4 separate regions of the Mus musculus genome follow, and regions 2, 3 and 4 are each linked to region 1. Evidence: chromatin contacts called from public promoter capture Hi-C data. All regions are on one chromosome and are shown on one strand. The core of a region is the stretch at or near the end of the contact, and the rest is flanking DNA. Distances in the headings are between cores, read along the strand shown.

Evidence for each region. Promoter capture Hi-C pulls out the DNA fragments that hold promoters and counts their contacts.
Region 2: a promoter capture Hi-C map of pre-B cells shows a contact between it and region 1, with 6 times the contacts expected there. The contact joins the promoter of Fbh1 here to the enhancer-like site in region 1. A contact is called at or near these places in 6 of 39 promoter capture datasets (the C10 cell line, the HPC-7 cell line, liver and 2 more), 9 of 484 Hi-C or Micro-C datasets (B cells, the HPC-7 cell line, LSK cells and 6 more), 7 of 115 datasets of contacts at active chromatin or transcription factors (the 230-238 cell line, bone marrow-derived macrophages, large pre-B cells and 3 more) and 2 of 9 other capture datasets (adipose tissue and liver).
Region 3: a promoter capture Hi-C map of pre-B cells shows a contact between it and region 1, with 4 times the contacts expected there. The contact joins the promoter of Il15ra here to the enhancer-like site in region 1. A contact is called at or near these places in 10 of 39 promoter capture datasets (the C10 cell line, the HPC-7 cell line, HPC-7-derived erythroid cells and 5 more), 2 of 15 datasets of contacts at CTCF or cohesin (embryonic stem cells and large pre-B cells), 30 of 484 Hi-C or Micro-C datasets (B cells, the C10 cell line, CD4 T cells and 19 more), 13 of 115 datasets of contacts at active chromatin or transcription factors (the 230-238 cell line, DN3 thymocytes, the SCID.adh cell line and 9 more) and 3 of 9 other capture datasets (adipose tissue, embryonic stem cells and liver).
Region 4: a contact with region 1 is called in a promoter capture Hi-C map of pre-B cells. The contact joins two enhancer-like sites. A contact is called at or near these places in 4 of 39 promoter capture datasets (the C10 cell line, hippocampal neurons, neural stem cells and 1 more), 1 of 484 Hi-C or Micro-C datasets (bone marrow-derived macrophages), 2 of 115 datasets of contacts at active chromatin or transcription factors (T-cell acute lymphoblastic leukemia and microglia) and 2 of 9 other capture datasets (adipose tissue and liver).

The regions. Positions count from the first base shown.
Region 1 is chr2:11,331,653-11,335,049 of GRCm38.p6, reverse strand. No RefSeq gene overlaps it. Among named protein-coding and RNA genes, the nearest start is that of Gm13293, 6.1 kb to the left of the region's middle. Within about 2 kb of position 1,554, at least 129 of the 459 cell types and tissues checked have an H3K27ac peak or open chromatin away from gene starts, as enhancers often do. A contact at or near this core is called in the 230-238 cell line, B cells, CD8 T cells and 16 more, where this site is marked.
Region 2 is chr2:11,776,079-11,779,475 of GRCm38.p6, reverse strand. Fbh1 (F-box DNA helicase 1) reads left to right here and starts at 1,891. Exons shown (of 21, transcript NM_015792.2): 1 at 1,891-2,044. The coding sequence starts at 2,044. It overlaps Ankrd16 (ankyrin repeat domain 16), which reads right to left and starts at 1,723. Exons shown (of 7, transcript NM_177268.4): 1 at 574-1,723. The coding sequence starts at 887.
Region 3 is chr2:11,704,018-11,707,414 of GRCm38.p6, reverse strand. Il15ra (interleukin 15 receptor, alpha chain) reads right to left here and starts at 1,703. Exons shown (of 7, transcript NM_008358.2): 1 at 1,471-1,703. The coding sequence starts at 1,567.
Region 4 is chr2:11,622,189-11,625,585 of GRCm38.p6, reverse strand. No RefSeq gene overlaps it. Among named protein-coding and RNA genes, the nearest start is that of Il2ra, 19 kb to the left of the region's middle. Within about 2 kb of position 1,660, at least 35 of the 459 cell types and tissues checked have an H3K27ac peak or open chromatin away from gene starts, as enhancers often do. A contact at or near this core is called in pre-B cells, where this site is marked.

The sequences.
Region 1 (3,397 bases), core at 305-2,804:
GTACATGTATTGGAGTATATGGGGTTCACAGCAGAGTAAGGCCAGCCAATAGGAAGGAAACCTTTCTGCTTAGTCCTAGCCTCATCTCACCAAGTCCTAAAACTAAAGCACATGGCTCAGCAGTCATGACTTACTTTCTATCTTGATGGGTAACGAACAGCAGCAGCAACAGGCGGCATTGTTCTGGAGGCTGCAGGAACCTTTCAGCAAGGAGGTGATATGGTTTTATAAACAAGTTTTATTGAGATATAAATCTCACAAAACAGCCATTTTAAAGTCCACACTTTATTGTTCTACATATTATCAGAGTTGTGTAGTTATCACCACAAGCTGACTTCAGGACATTCTGATCACCCCTCACAAAGGGTTTGTGCCCGTTAGCACTCAGTTTTCCTTATGCTCTGAGCTTGAAATCGATAACCTATTTCTTGTCTCATTAGATTTGCTTGTATTGGACTTTCTATGTAAATGGGATTCTATTCTGTGTACTCTTTTGTGCCTTCTTCGCCTATGTAGGTTAGTGTTTCTGAGACTTACTACTATTGCACCTCGTATTAGCCACTTTGTTCCTTTTAACTGTTGAGTAGTATTCTATTATATGGGCACACCCCTTCTGCCTGTCGGTTGATCGCCTCTGATGTTGCTCCTTTTTGGCTACACTGAATGAAGTTTCAAAGAAGCTTTGTACAGGCCTTCTTATGTGCACGTGTCTTCGTTTCTCTTGAGTACACAACTGTAAGAGTAATGGTTAGCTCATGTGGTAAGTTTATTTATTTTTTTCTTATAAAGGAAAATATTTAATTGAGGGCTGGCTTACGATTCAGAGGTTTGGTCCATTGTCATTGTGGGAAGCATGTCAGCAGGCAGGCATGGTCCTGGAGAAGGAGCTGAGAGTTCTACATCGTGATCTGAAGGCAGCAGGAAGAGGGTGAGTGTACAGTTTTTTTTTAAAAAAATCTTTAATTGCCAGACTATTTTTTAAAAGACACATTGCACAATTTTTACAATAGTATTATTCACAGTGTAGCAGCTAATGATATTGAACATCTTTTCGTATTGTTACTAGCTATTTGTCCAGATTTTAGAGAAAAAAAAATCTATTCAATTCCTCCATTTTTAGCTCGGGCTTTTGTTATTTTCTTGCTGAGTCATAAGAGTCATTATGTATTCTACATGGTCCATACAAGTAAAGGATTGTTTGCGTAGTGTCTTACACATAGTAGGCCCTCAACAAATATCTGTTTGAGTAATCGTATGAACGTGAGTGGCTATGGGCTTCGGCTATGGATGCACAGGATCATGACATTAAGAATTAGCTCCTTCTTTTTTTTTTTTTCCTTAGGTGCAGACTTTGAATCAGAAGGCTCGTTTGTGTTGCTTGCCTCCAGCTATTGATGGGGCCTTGGGCTGCATCATCCTGGGCTAGCCTGGCAGCCAGTGCCCTGGAGCCAGCACAGGGCCCCTTCATTCTCTTTCTTTTTCTTTGGCACAGAGAGTGTCTTGCGACAGGTTGAATAAGCAGCCTGAAGGTTTGCCAGCGTCATGAGATGAGGAAGCACAGCAAGAGAAAAAGCGGGAGGCTGGGCTGTAGGGGAGGGGCAGCGGAAGCTTGCCATCATGTGGTTTAAATGGCTCAAACGCGATTAAAGGCGGGCATCAGTGCAAGCCCTTTAGCCTTCCAGGAAGCCTGGCCCTTCCCTTGGGTTGTTTGTTTAGCATGGTCTGGTGGGCTGGTTTGGTTACTTCCCCAAACTCATGAGCAAAGAGTGTTCTAGGTAGAGCGGGGATGTGGTCATTCCAGCCACGGAGGCAACTGAATTTAGGGTACCTGCATCTGAACTTAAAAACTCTAGGTCCAATCAAATTGTCACTGTGAAAAATGTCTGACACAGAGGGGACCATACCGAGTAGAGATGGAGGGAGAAGTAAGTGCTAGAGTTTTGTGTTCTTTTTTCTGCCGCTAGTATGTGGAAACAAATTTGAGCGCACATCTCGTGAGGTGCACATGAGACTGGAGAGAAAAAGCAGCGTTGAAGTTATTAGGCCAGCAGAAGGAACCGGGGTTGGATCGCTGCATTAGATCTGAGCTGAGTTAGTGACCACATGGAGATGTCCCTCATAACTCTCTTCCTAAATTTTCTCACCAAAACACCCAAATCCTTCTGCCCTGGCTTTCCTTAATTTACAACATGACCCCCTTTTAGTGCCCTACGCAGTTAGCTACAGTCTACTCTCTGTCTTCTTCACTCCCTGATCTTAGGGGGAAGACGTCATGGTGTGTTGGTTGATTCTAGAAACCTTGCGACACAGCAGGTGGCTGCAGAGGAATTACTGGTAGTGAAAAATAACAGCCAGCCCCCACCCCTTCTCTTGCAAGTGTCAGGAAGAGGAAGTGACATAGGAGAGTAGACAGCTTGCATTACAACATGGGAGGGTGAGTACCATATCAGGAGACTGACCATGTCTCAGATACCCATGGACAATGCCACTCCTCACTTGGTAAATGACAAGAGTGAAGCTCACTTCAGTTGGTAAGTTTATGGGTCTTCTGCACGGGAGCATTTAAGAAACTCAGCAACAACTATCTCCTGGTTGGCGAACATCTTCTTAGGTGCTGAAAGCATTGCTCATCAGCTCTCTCCTTTCTAGAACCTACTATCTGTGGCTCTTCCTGGGGAATTGTAAGAGAACTGAGCAGACCATGACCCCAAACTCTCTGTCAGCAACAGTATTTGCACTGTCATCTGTAGTGTTCTTTGCTGGTTTCAGGGAGGTTTGCACTGGTCTGTTTGTGTGACCTGAGTGTTTACCCAGTGAATACAATCAATACGATCCTTTCATTGATGAAGAGACTGAGCTCAGGAGGGCAAAGAGCTCCACAAAGACCTGTCTACTGAGAGTCCTTGATCACATGACCTGAGAGGCTCGCTGTCAGGGCTCTGAATCACTTTATGACAAGCAGGTTTTCCCCTTTATTTCCTACAATACACCCCATTCACTAGTATTTATTAATTGTACACAGTAATAATGGGCTCTATTGTGACATTTTGTCCTTGCATCGTACCATCCTTTGGCTAGACATCTTTCTATTACTCTCTCTCTCTTTTTTTTTTTTGAGACAGGGTTTCTCTGTATAGTCCTGGCTGTCCTGGAACTCACTTTGTAAACCAGGCTGGCCTCGAACTCAGAAATCCGCCTGCCTCTGCCTCCTGAGTGCTGGGATTACTCTTGTAGATTGCCCTCAAGCTTCCCTTGAAGGATGCTCACGGTGAAGGAAGGAAGGAAGCAGGAGAATCCAGTTCATTTTGGTTCACAAAACGTTTTCGACGGCAGTAGCATCTTCTGTCACGTTCCTCTGCTGCCCTCTAGTGGTGATCTAGCCTCAAGTTATGTGCGT
Region 2 (3,397 bases), core at 642-3,141, 440 kb before region 1:
TATGTTTTGACAGAGCTTGAAATAACTTGAAGGCGGGCATTTCATTAAGTTATGAGCCTAAAGAAGTTCACAGGGTCTTAGGAATTAGACATGAAACTAAAAAAGATGCCAATCTAGGAAGAAATGAAATTGTTTTCAGTGGTGGGAGAGTATCACCAACATCCCTGCTGGTGGCTCTGTAAGGCTAGAGGTGACAAAACTGCCTAAGAACTCAATATTCGGTGCATGGCGAACTGAATTTCATCAACTCTACTTATCCACTGTGGCCATGCAAATTAAACTATGTAATCGTGAACAGGAATTTTAGCAAGATGTCTCCAGAAAAACGCATCTTGGGCACACGAGTAGTACAATTCAACCGTTTCACTCCACTTGATTACATTTCCATACTCTTTCGACGGGAAACGATTGCCCTAACTAAAGAACCAAACCCACACGAAAGGGAGGTCGGGGAGAAGATTAGAAGCTGAGAAAAGTTATAAATCTAACGAACACACTGAAAAATACATGAAAATCTGCGATTCTTCAGGGAGTGTCGATATAGCTTTTCTGGACCGTGGGTTGGGCACCTACCAGTCCGCCTTCTTCAAGGAGTCCACGACTGCACCTCGGCCCAGGAGGTAGCGCACGCAGTCCCGGTGGCCCATAGAGGCAGCTTCGTGCAGAGGCCGCTTGTAGTCTCGGTTGGTAGCCTCGATGTCCATACTCCAAGCCTCCACTAGGTACGCTAGGATATCCTGGCGTCCGTGGCGTGCTGCACAGTGGAGAAGGGTGTCTCCGGCTGGCCCCCGGCAACCTCTAGCTACCGCCAGTTCCTCCTGAAGGTCACGCAGTCGGCCCTCTTGCACCAGCCTGCAGAGGCGCCGCGGATCCCCAGGCAGAGCCATCGCCCTGGACCAGGATGGACAAAAGTAGGAGGAAGACCCAGGTTCAGTCTTAGAGCAGATCTGTGCTATGATAGGTTGGGAGGTGAGAGAAGGCTGGCGCTTCCGCTTCCGCTTCCTCCACGTGACCCTTTTCCCCGACTCTCGGCACCGCCCCCTGCCCGCCCCCAGCCAGATTCTCTCCGCTAGCGTCTTTAATGCTTCTTGCCCTGGTTTGGAAGTCACAGTCTCCAAATGTAGAATGGTGTCCCCTCAGGCGACAACATGCACACTCGTAGGTCATTCTGGTTACCGCGCATCACACACGCGTACTCGTCAGGGTGGGGCCTCGGGCTCCCAGGGCTTGGGGTAAGGCTGTGTGCACCTGACATCCTGGAGCTGTCCCTTGCACCCGAGTGAACTGGGAACGGAAGACCTATCAGAATGGAGGGTGCCAGTGTACCGCGAAGTCCTGCACGCGGGACTTCTGGCCTCGCATCCCAGATGTGGTCTGCTCTCCACCGGACAGCTTCTGGGAATGTTTGCTGGGCTGCTCCGGTGGTAGCTGCACAGGCAGTCGAGAGCACGCTGCCCACCACCCTGGAACCTAGCTGGCCCACCCCTGGCCTGAGGATGTCTGCCGGACTGACAGCCGCATCCTTCGGCTGACCAGGCTCACAACAGCAAGGGTTTCTGGGGCCTCTCAGAGCTGGAACGGTGTCCTTGTGCTCCGCCCGATCCTCACCCAATCCGCAGCCGACCCCAGCCCCCTCCCCGCCCGCTGCTGTCTCCTGGGCCCCCGCGGGGACCCAGGGAGCTCTAAGGAACTCTGGGAAAGTTTCCTTCGCCTCCTCCGCGGTGGCGAAAGCACAGACGGGGCGTGGCTCTCAAGACACTGAGCCACGCCCCCTCCCGCTTCGCGTACGGATTGGTTCCAGAGTCTGTCCGTCCGCGTGACCCTTCCAGTTCGGAGTGCTTCGATTGGTTCACGGGCCTGTCCGTCGTCTCCGGTGGGAGGGTGCGTCTTGGCAGCGAAGAGGCGGAGCTCGCGGAGGAAGTCTGCAGTCGTCTGTGCTCGCTGTCTGGGCCGAAGGAGGGGCTTGCTGGTCGGGGAAAGGCTGAATGTCCGGCGGCATCGCCTGGGTGGTGTCGCCGCCGGGGTCCTGGGCCGGGCCGCCATAGTGCGTGAGACCGTGGACTTGGCGTGGGGTGCGAGCCGGGAAAACTTCCTATTGTGGGGTCTCCCGCGCAGGGGTCTTGGCCTCGGGGGTGGGGCCCTAGCTGAGGGTGGGCGTAGGAGCTGGCCGCGCCCGCGGTGGTCAGGAGTGGGCCTGCAGAAGGAGGTCGGATGCTCTCTGCAGACCCGCATCCCTTGGCCGCTCCCTGAGGCTCCGGAAGGGGCAGCACCTGAGAAGACAGATCCTCTGCCGCTGGCAAGCCTGGCTTGTCTCCACTGTAATGTTTTTGACCTTGGGCGAGTCATTGTATGCAGCTCCTGACGTTGGTGTTCGCCTTGGTAGTCTCCCACCCCCTCACCTGAACAGGTGATGGTGGTTAAGGGGACGCGAGAAGGCCTGGGGGGCTTTTGGAGGGTTCTTTGAGACCCGAGCCCGCTTTGTTGGCTTCCTTTCGAGGAACTAGACATTTAACCTAATGGTGTTTCCGTTTGGGAAGTAAAATGGAAGTCGCTCCTGCCAGGTTTAAAACAATTTCTTTGCATTTGGCAGTACATTCTGGTTCACTAAGCGCCTGACATTGTCTATTCCATAAACAGCCCATAGGTAGCATTCAGGTTTTAGAGACGAGGAAGGACGTCAAGGCCAAATGAAGTTAGTGATTTTTGCCACGTATTGGAAAGTTGAGGCATCTGATAGTTTCAAACTTTTTGCTACTTTGCATGGTTTTAAATCTCAACGTTTGGGAGACTGAAGCAAGAGGACCTTGAGTTCGAGGTTCGAGGCTAGTCTGGGCTGCCTACTCCTTCCTTACAAATGATTTCACGTGGTCTTGCCTTATCTCTCTTAAGTTTCTGGTCCTTTAAACAAAACCGAGAATCCTGGTTTATAAAAAGATGAAATTGGTTATTTAATTGGTATTCTAAATTAGATTCTGCCTCTCCTCTGCTCTATGAATTTCCTTTGCTCTGTGTTTTCCTTTGGGAAACTAGATATTTTTGGTGAATCTGCCTCCATAGCCCTGGTGATTTTTCTGGAGAGCGGTGGGTATTTATGCTTTAAGTTTATGAGTAGGGCTAGTACTTCTCTCTCTGTCTGGTTGAGCTGCCCATTTCTTCAGTGAAGGTCTTTGGAGGCCTTCAATTCCCTTGTAACTAACTGTCAATGGAATTGGGATATTCGATCTGACTTTTGCTGTGTTTCATGGATCTTTGGTACTTAGATGTCGTTGAGGGATCAAGGGATCAGTCCTTTAACATGTTTCCTGGTTTATGAATACATAAAAGTATTTGAATTCTAATTTCAAATGTGTTACTGTCGCATACACACACACACACACACACACACACGCCCATCTTA
Region 3 (3,397 bases), core at 454-2,953, 370 kb before region 1:
TCTTAGTTATGGGTGTAACCCTGCTTTGGTTTGGTGATAGTTTCAAGAGTGTAACTTTCATCCTGAAACACAAAGAAACATACAACTTAAATATTTGCAGTTTTCCTGGAGTCAGTTATGACCCAATAAGGCTGTTCTTAAAACCAAGATTCAGGTGCCAGTTGATGGCACCAGTGGAGCCCGAACTTTAGGCAAGGAGGTGCTTCCTCTAAGCTGAGCTGGACTGAAACCACATTCACTTTCAGACTATTTGGAATATCTGCAGGCTATTTCTGAAATCTCAGGACCATTCTTTGCTATCCAGTTAAGAGGAATTTACCAACACACTCCAGCTTTACAGATGGAGGGTGGGGACCCAAGAATAAATGAAGCCCCGTAACACCCCTACAGAGCCAACCCCAGGCTCAAGTCTGTGTGGGATAACTATGACCAAGTTCCAAGGAGACTGAGTCAGACGCCCATCACTGGGAAATCTTGCTTTAAAACACACTCAGGGCTAAGGAATTGCTAACTTGCAGGAAAGTCCATGGATGACGTCATTGTCCTCGGTCCCCAAATCCTGTGCACATTTGCAAGCATGTGCTTTCACACACATTTCTGTGCAGGGAGTACGTAGATTTTTTTAACAGACTCTGAAGAATTTCATGTTTATAAAAAGATGCGACATCCTGGGTCCGGACGTTGCTAGACCCAACTGTTCTCGCTCTTTCCTTCTAGACCTATTGGAACAAAACTAGGAGTCTCAATTCATTCTTCCCGAGATTAGATCTAGACGACACATTCTGGAACATGTGACACCCCTTCTTCCATGGGAAAACAGTCTCTCCTCCTCTCCAATCGTCCGGGCCCCAAGTTGCCAGTGCGCTTGAGAACCTGGACCTGTTTTGTAGCGTTCAGATGCGCAACCTGCCTGCTCCACACGTGGTTTTTGTTTGTTTGTTTGTTTGTTTTGTTTTGTTTTTCCTCCCGCGGAGCGCAGTACTTTGCCCAGTGCCTTCCATCTAATTTACTTTGACCTGAAAGTCATGAAGGGTGGTTTTTCCTCAAGCCCCTCCTGGAACCCCACAGGCGCGACACCCCACAGCTGCGCCAGGTGGGCTGGCAGAGGCACACTCACACATTTCTCTAAGTTCTTTAAGTCTTATCGAACTTGTCAGACCTGCTCTCCCTAAGTCGCCGAAACGCCGGTGGGATCGCTCAACTCCCTTGCACGTATGGTCCGGGAGCCAGTCTAGAGCAGGGCAAGGGGCCACTCTCTTATCTGCGCTCTCCCAGGCTCCCTCCACGTGTCCCCCCACCCCCACCCAGCTCCCTCCATCACCCCCAGACCCACTGCGATCCTCTCAGCTGGACTCCTGGCTCAGTTCCCAGAAGATGTGACCCCCACACACACACACACACACGAATCAAGTTCAGCTGGGCGTTGGGGTCCCCCTCTGCTCCCCTGTTCCGGCGCATGATGCTCCCTACCCGGCGTCACCCTCAGCGGGAGCAACAGTAGCAACAGCAGCAGCAGCAACACAGGAATGGCCTGGACTCCATAGCCCCGGAGCTGCGGCGAGGCCATGGCCAATTGTCCCCAGCAGTGACCCAACGGGACGCAAGGCTGGGGTCCCTGGGAGGTGGCGAGCTCAGCTCCAGGACCAGACCGCTGCTAAGGAGTATTCGCTTTCGCTTTTGCTTTAGCCCCCGGATTGCAGAGAGGTGCGAAGTGGTGACAGATCTGTGACTCAGCATCCCCACCCCTGCTTTGGAAGAAGCCCCGGCAGCCTGCAGTGACGCCCCCTCCCCAGTTGGGCTGCTCCTGTCCCCCGAAGCGCGCGCGGGGGCCCTCACCCGTAGAAGCCGGCGATCTCCCTTTTCATTCCTTAATGCTGTCTTCCCTGCAGAGGCAAACTCCTTTGAATCCACTCTGCGCCCACACCTGACTTCAGCCTTGTTCACTTGTCATCTGTCCTGGCTGCTGACCTTCAGATTTCAACTTTCAGAGTTTCCCTCTAAGTAGCCCTGAGCTTGACTGTCCGTGCTCTGTGTCCTTGGGCGACTGCATAGGTGTCGCCCCAGTGCAGCCAACGGGAAGTTCTGGGCGGACGATTCTACACCCGGGTCACTTTCCTGGTGCACTCGGGCTCCAAGCTGCTCCTGGCTTCCACACAGCTGCTCCTGGCTGCCTGCCTGCAGTGGTGCTGGCAGTGGCCAGGCCTTGGACACTTTGCCTTCTTCCGGCTGTACCTTTCCAACTCAAGAAAGTGCCAAGTGTTTGAAATGGAAGAAGGGGTGAAGAGGAGAGGGAGGGGAAAGAATAGAAAAAGGAGGAAAGACAGGGAAGAGGAAGAGGGGGAGAGAAAAAGATATAGAGAAGGAAAAGGAGAAGAGGAGAAAGAGGAGGGAGGAGAGGGGGAGGGGAGAGAAGAAGAGGAAAGGAAGAGGAGGAGGAAGAAAGAAGGAAGGTACATTATTCATCTTTGTACCTCACATATAATTTCTTTAGTCAATACACAACTCTTCAGAGTCTAAGAAAGACATCCCCTTCTAAGTGTGTGGATTAATTAAAAACAAAAAACAAACAAACAAAAAAAACTTTACTGGAATTTTAAGTCCCATACTGTGGAGGACCAGATCTGGGGAAGGGGTGGGGGGACAGACGGACATGAGTGCTCAGTCAGAAACGCCCTTAAATATGTAGATGTGGCGTAAGAAGACAGACACGCCTGCCTTTCAGTCTATAGGTCCCTAAATACAATCTGGCACCATAATGAAGCTACTGAGAGAACGCATGCTGATTCTGTTTGGAAAGAATGGAATGACGTGTGATTGAAGTCACCCATCCCCTAGGCATGGTGGACAACAGTGAGCTCTATACTTGACCCTCTTCCCTAAAGAGTCTTAAGATTGGCACAATAAATATGAAATACACACAATAAAAATTCAGAGAGAGGATCAGAAACCACATATTCCAGTCTCTTATAGTCAATGAAAAACCTGGAGAGATAGCTCAGCGGTTAAGAGTACTGGATGGAGAGAGAGAGAGAGAGAGAGAGAGAGAGAGAGAGAGAGAGAGAGAGAGAGAACTGTATGCTCTTCCAAAGGTACTGGGTTCCAACACTCACATGGTGCTCATCACTGTCCATAATTCTGGTTTCAGGGGATCCAGCTCCCTCATCTTTGGGCATTGCATGCACACAGTACACAGACAAATGTATAGTCAGCATTCACACACGTTTTTTAAAAAGTATAATGAATGCCAACATTTTATGTGCTTCAAACTTAGAAACACTCCTTTTATGATGGACATTTTCAAATATCAAAAAAGGAGAGGTAGCCAGGCATGGTGGTACACACTCCTGAGTCCCAGCTCATAGGAGGCAGAGTCGAGAGGACTAGAAGCCAGACTTAC
Region 4 (3,397 bases), core at 411-2,910, 290 kb before region 1:
TCTATTTTACAAAAAAAACACTTTGAGGAGAGCAGATTTATGGGAAGATATAGGAGTTTTTCACAAGACCCAGGGAGCTCATTAGGTATGGTAGCTTGAATGAGTTAAAGGGAAAGAAGTAGAGACGTTTAATGAATAAACATTACAAGGCTCTGCCTATAGCTCCCAGTCTTACTCATTCCTTTTCTCAGTAAGTATGTGATTATCCATAAACAGCCAATGAATCTGAATTTCCCCAAGCCAGAGCCCCATTCCTGTTGCTTTCTGGCGCAGTCAAAAGGGTCATCATACCATCCTGAATATGCCCAGTCTTATCTCAAGAAGCAGACAGCAGTGCCAAAAGCCTTGGTCAACCAGATGGTTGTAGTTGCAGGAAAGTGTGTGTGTTGGGAAGGGGAGATAGACAATTCTAACGACAGTGACTGTGGGCTGAGTAGGTACATAAAGGAAAACAAACTTAACTATAAAATATAAAAGTCTGTGGCTAGAGAATTGGCTCAGTGGTTAAAAGCACTAACCTCTCTCCTAGACGACCCAGGTTTTAATTCCCAGCACCCAAATAGATGCTCACAATCATCTGTAACTCTAATCCCAGAGGATCAAAGCCCTCTTCTGACCTCCATGGGAACTGTACACACATGGTGCACAGATTTACATGCAAGCAAAACACTGATACACACTAAAAATAATAAAATAAAATTTAAAGATATTAATGTAAAATTCAGAATGGATTTAAAGAAAACCATGCATGTTGCTGTATGCCCATAATCCTAGCATCTAGGAGTCAGAGGCAGGAGGACCATAGCAACTTTGAAGCTAGCTTGGTCTACAGAGTAAACACCAGGCTAACCAGAGTTCCTTAGGGAGCCCTTCCTCTCCCAATGACACAGGAAAGAATTAGAATAGTGGCTGCCCTTCCCCAGCTTGTGTTGTGGTAGGGTCATGACAGGAAGCCCAAGCTGGTATTGAACTTAAGATCCCTCTTGCCTCAGCCTCTCTAATTCCAGAATTACAAGCATGGGCCTATTCCCAAGCTGGGTATGGAAATGCTTGGCAAGTTCTTCCACTGAGCCATGTCCACAGCCCTCAACAACTCCTAGTTCTAGATTTAATAAATCGTTTGTAGCAACTTTATAATCTCAATTCTTTAAGCACAATTCTTTAAAGCCATGTTCCTACCAATCCATTATTTCAAGCAAGAAATATAAATCTAGGTATAGACAACATCTGTGTATTGCATCCTAGCTACTAGGAGTACTGAATAGAAGTTGTCATCTTCTTGACCCTCTTTCTAGTCTTCTTCCAAGAAGAAGAAGTTGATGGGCTAAGTCTAGTGAGCATTGGCCAATATTTTTGCTCCCAAGAGAATGAATGTACAAAGGGTGGTGTAAGCTCTCTGCTCTGAAGCAGGTCAAGACAAGCCTCTTCCTCCATAGAGTAGCTGAACAAGAGTCTCTTCCCTACCCCAACTCCCCACATGTAAGTCCCAAGCCTCTAGTCATTTATGCCTCAGATCCATCATGTATTCCAATCTAGATTTACCACAGTGTGGATACTTTAATCTTCATGTTCCATTTATTTCCCCAAAGCTTCAGTAGTCAGAAAGGAGTGAGGTGAAATGAATGAGCGCCCTGGTTTCTTCCATTTTCTGTTGCTATAACAACAGCAACAACAAACCCTGAGATAGTGATTACGTCATGAGTCATGGTGCATCCTTGTTATTCCAGCACTTAGGAGGCATAGGCAGAAGGCTATCCTATGCTACATGAGGCCCTGTCTCCACAGCCTCCTCTCCATCACCCCAAAATGAAAGTTTTTCCCTAAGTCTTTCTAGATTTAGGAGACTGGGAATTTCCAAACATGGCATCAGAGTGTTTTAAGCTTCTCACGAAGACTTCATATTGCTTCAACCCATGGAAGAAAAAGGAAAGGCAAGCAGATATTTTTGGAGCTGACAGAAAGAGAGGGGCAGCCGGGCGTGGTGGCACACGCCTTTAATCCCAGCACTCGGGAGGCAGGGGCAGGTGGATTTCTGAGTTCGAGGCCAGCCTGGTCTACAAAGTGAGTTCCAGGACAGCCAGGGCTATACAGAAAAACCCTGTCTCAAAAAAAAAAAAAAAATGAGAGAGAGGAGGGGGGGCAGCCTGCTTCATGACAAGCTGTTCCCATGAGAATGGCATTAGTCACAGCTAACGGTCTAACCGCCTCATGAAGGCTCCCATCTCCCAGCAGCAGCACCACCACAGTGACAACCGAATTTCGACTTGAGATTTGGAGGGGACAGACCACATTAAAGGACAGCCGAGTGAAGTTCCAGTTCTGTGGGTATAGTAGAAATGATCTCACACTGAACAAGGCAGTAGGGCCTACAGCTGCTTGCCCCCTTAACCCCGGGCGATTCTATGGGGGCTGCTCAATTCCAAGACCTTCTTTCCTTCTCGATGGTGCAGAGCCAAGCCACCTCGTGGTCTCCAACAGCCCCCATGTGAATGTGAAGAAGAAGTTTCAGACTTCCTTTCTTTTCTGGAACAATGTTCATATCTAGCGGAGCAAAATGTCCTCTTTGGAGCACAGAAAACCAGCACTCCAAGAGAGACAAATATTAAATTCTAATCTTCAACTTTTCTTTGTAATAGAAGTGACCTTTGTTTTTGTTCAAGGAAAATCTCTAAATAGAAAGGAAATGAGAGGTAGGAAGCAAAGAGGAAAGAAAATATCTGTTAAGGGGAAAAGTCGAGAAATTCACCTGAAGGCTTCTCTGAAGGTCACACTAACAGATGTTTTGATAAAGCCATCCTCTCTGGTGCACTGTCCTACCTTCACTGGCAAGTTAGAGTGAGAGAAACCAAAACAACACCTTTCCCTTTGTCCTGAGGACATGACTTTGCAAGACCTCAATTTATCTGGTCTCTGGGCTCTTCATCCTGATGCTTAGCTCACACTACGGAACAGTCTGGTTTAATAAAGCATTTTAAAGCCCATGATGGGAGAAGTTACAGACCCTAGTATGGACGCTACTGCCCCTCCTCTAAGTGGATATCAAGCTGACTTCTAAATATTATGTTTACATTTATATTTGCTCAGAGGAGAGTCATTTTTCTGTAGTGGGCAATGCTAACTTCAGAGACTCAGTCTGTCAAAACCCTGGGAATATGTGATGGTTGAGTGCCCGGCCAACAATGGAATAGCTATGTCACTCCCTCTGAAGCACAGGAAAATCCAAGAAGACAGGGCAGGAAAAATGTGAGAGTTGGAAGAAGTGGTGGGGTGTCGTGGAATTCTGCCTTGTGGGCATGTCCTGGCTGTTATAGCCATGAACTCATAGCAACTGTGTTTTCCTATGAAAGACTGGAATAGTCAACATGCTGTCATGGAACAGAGAGGGACCCTGGGGGCT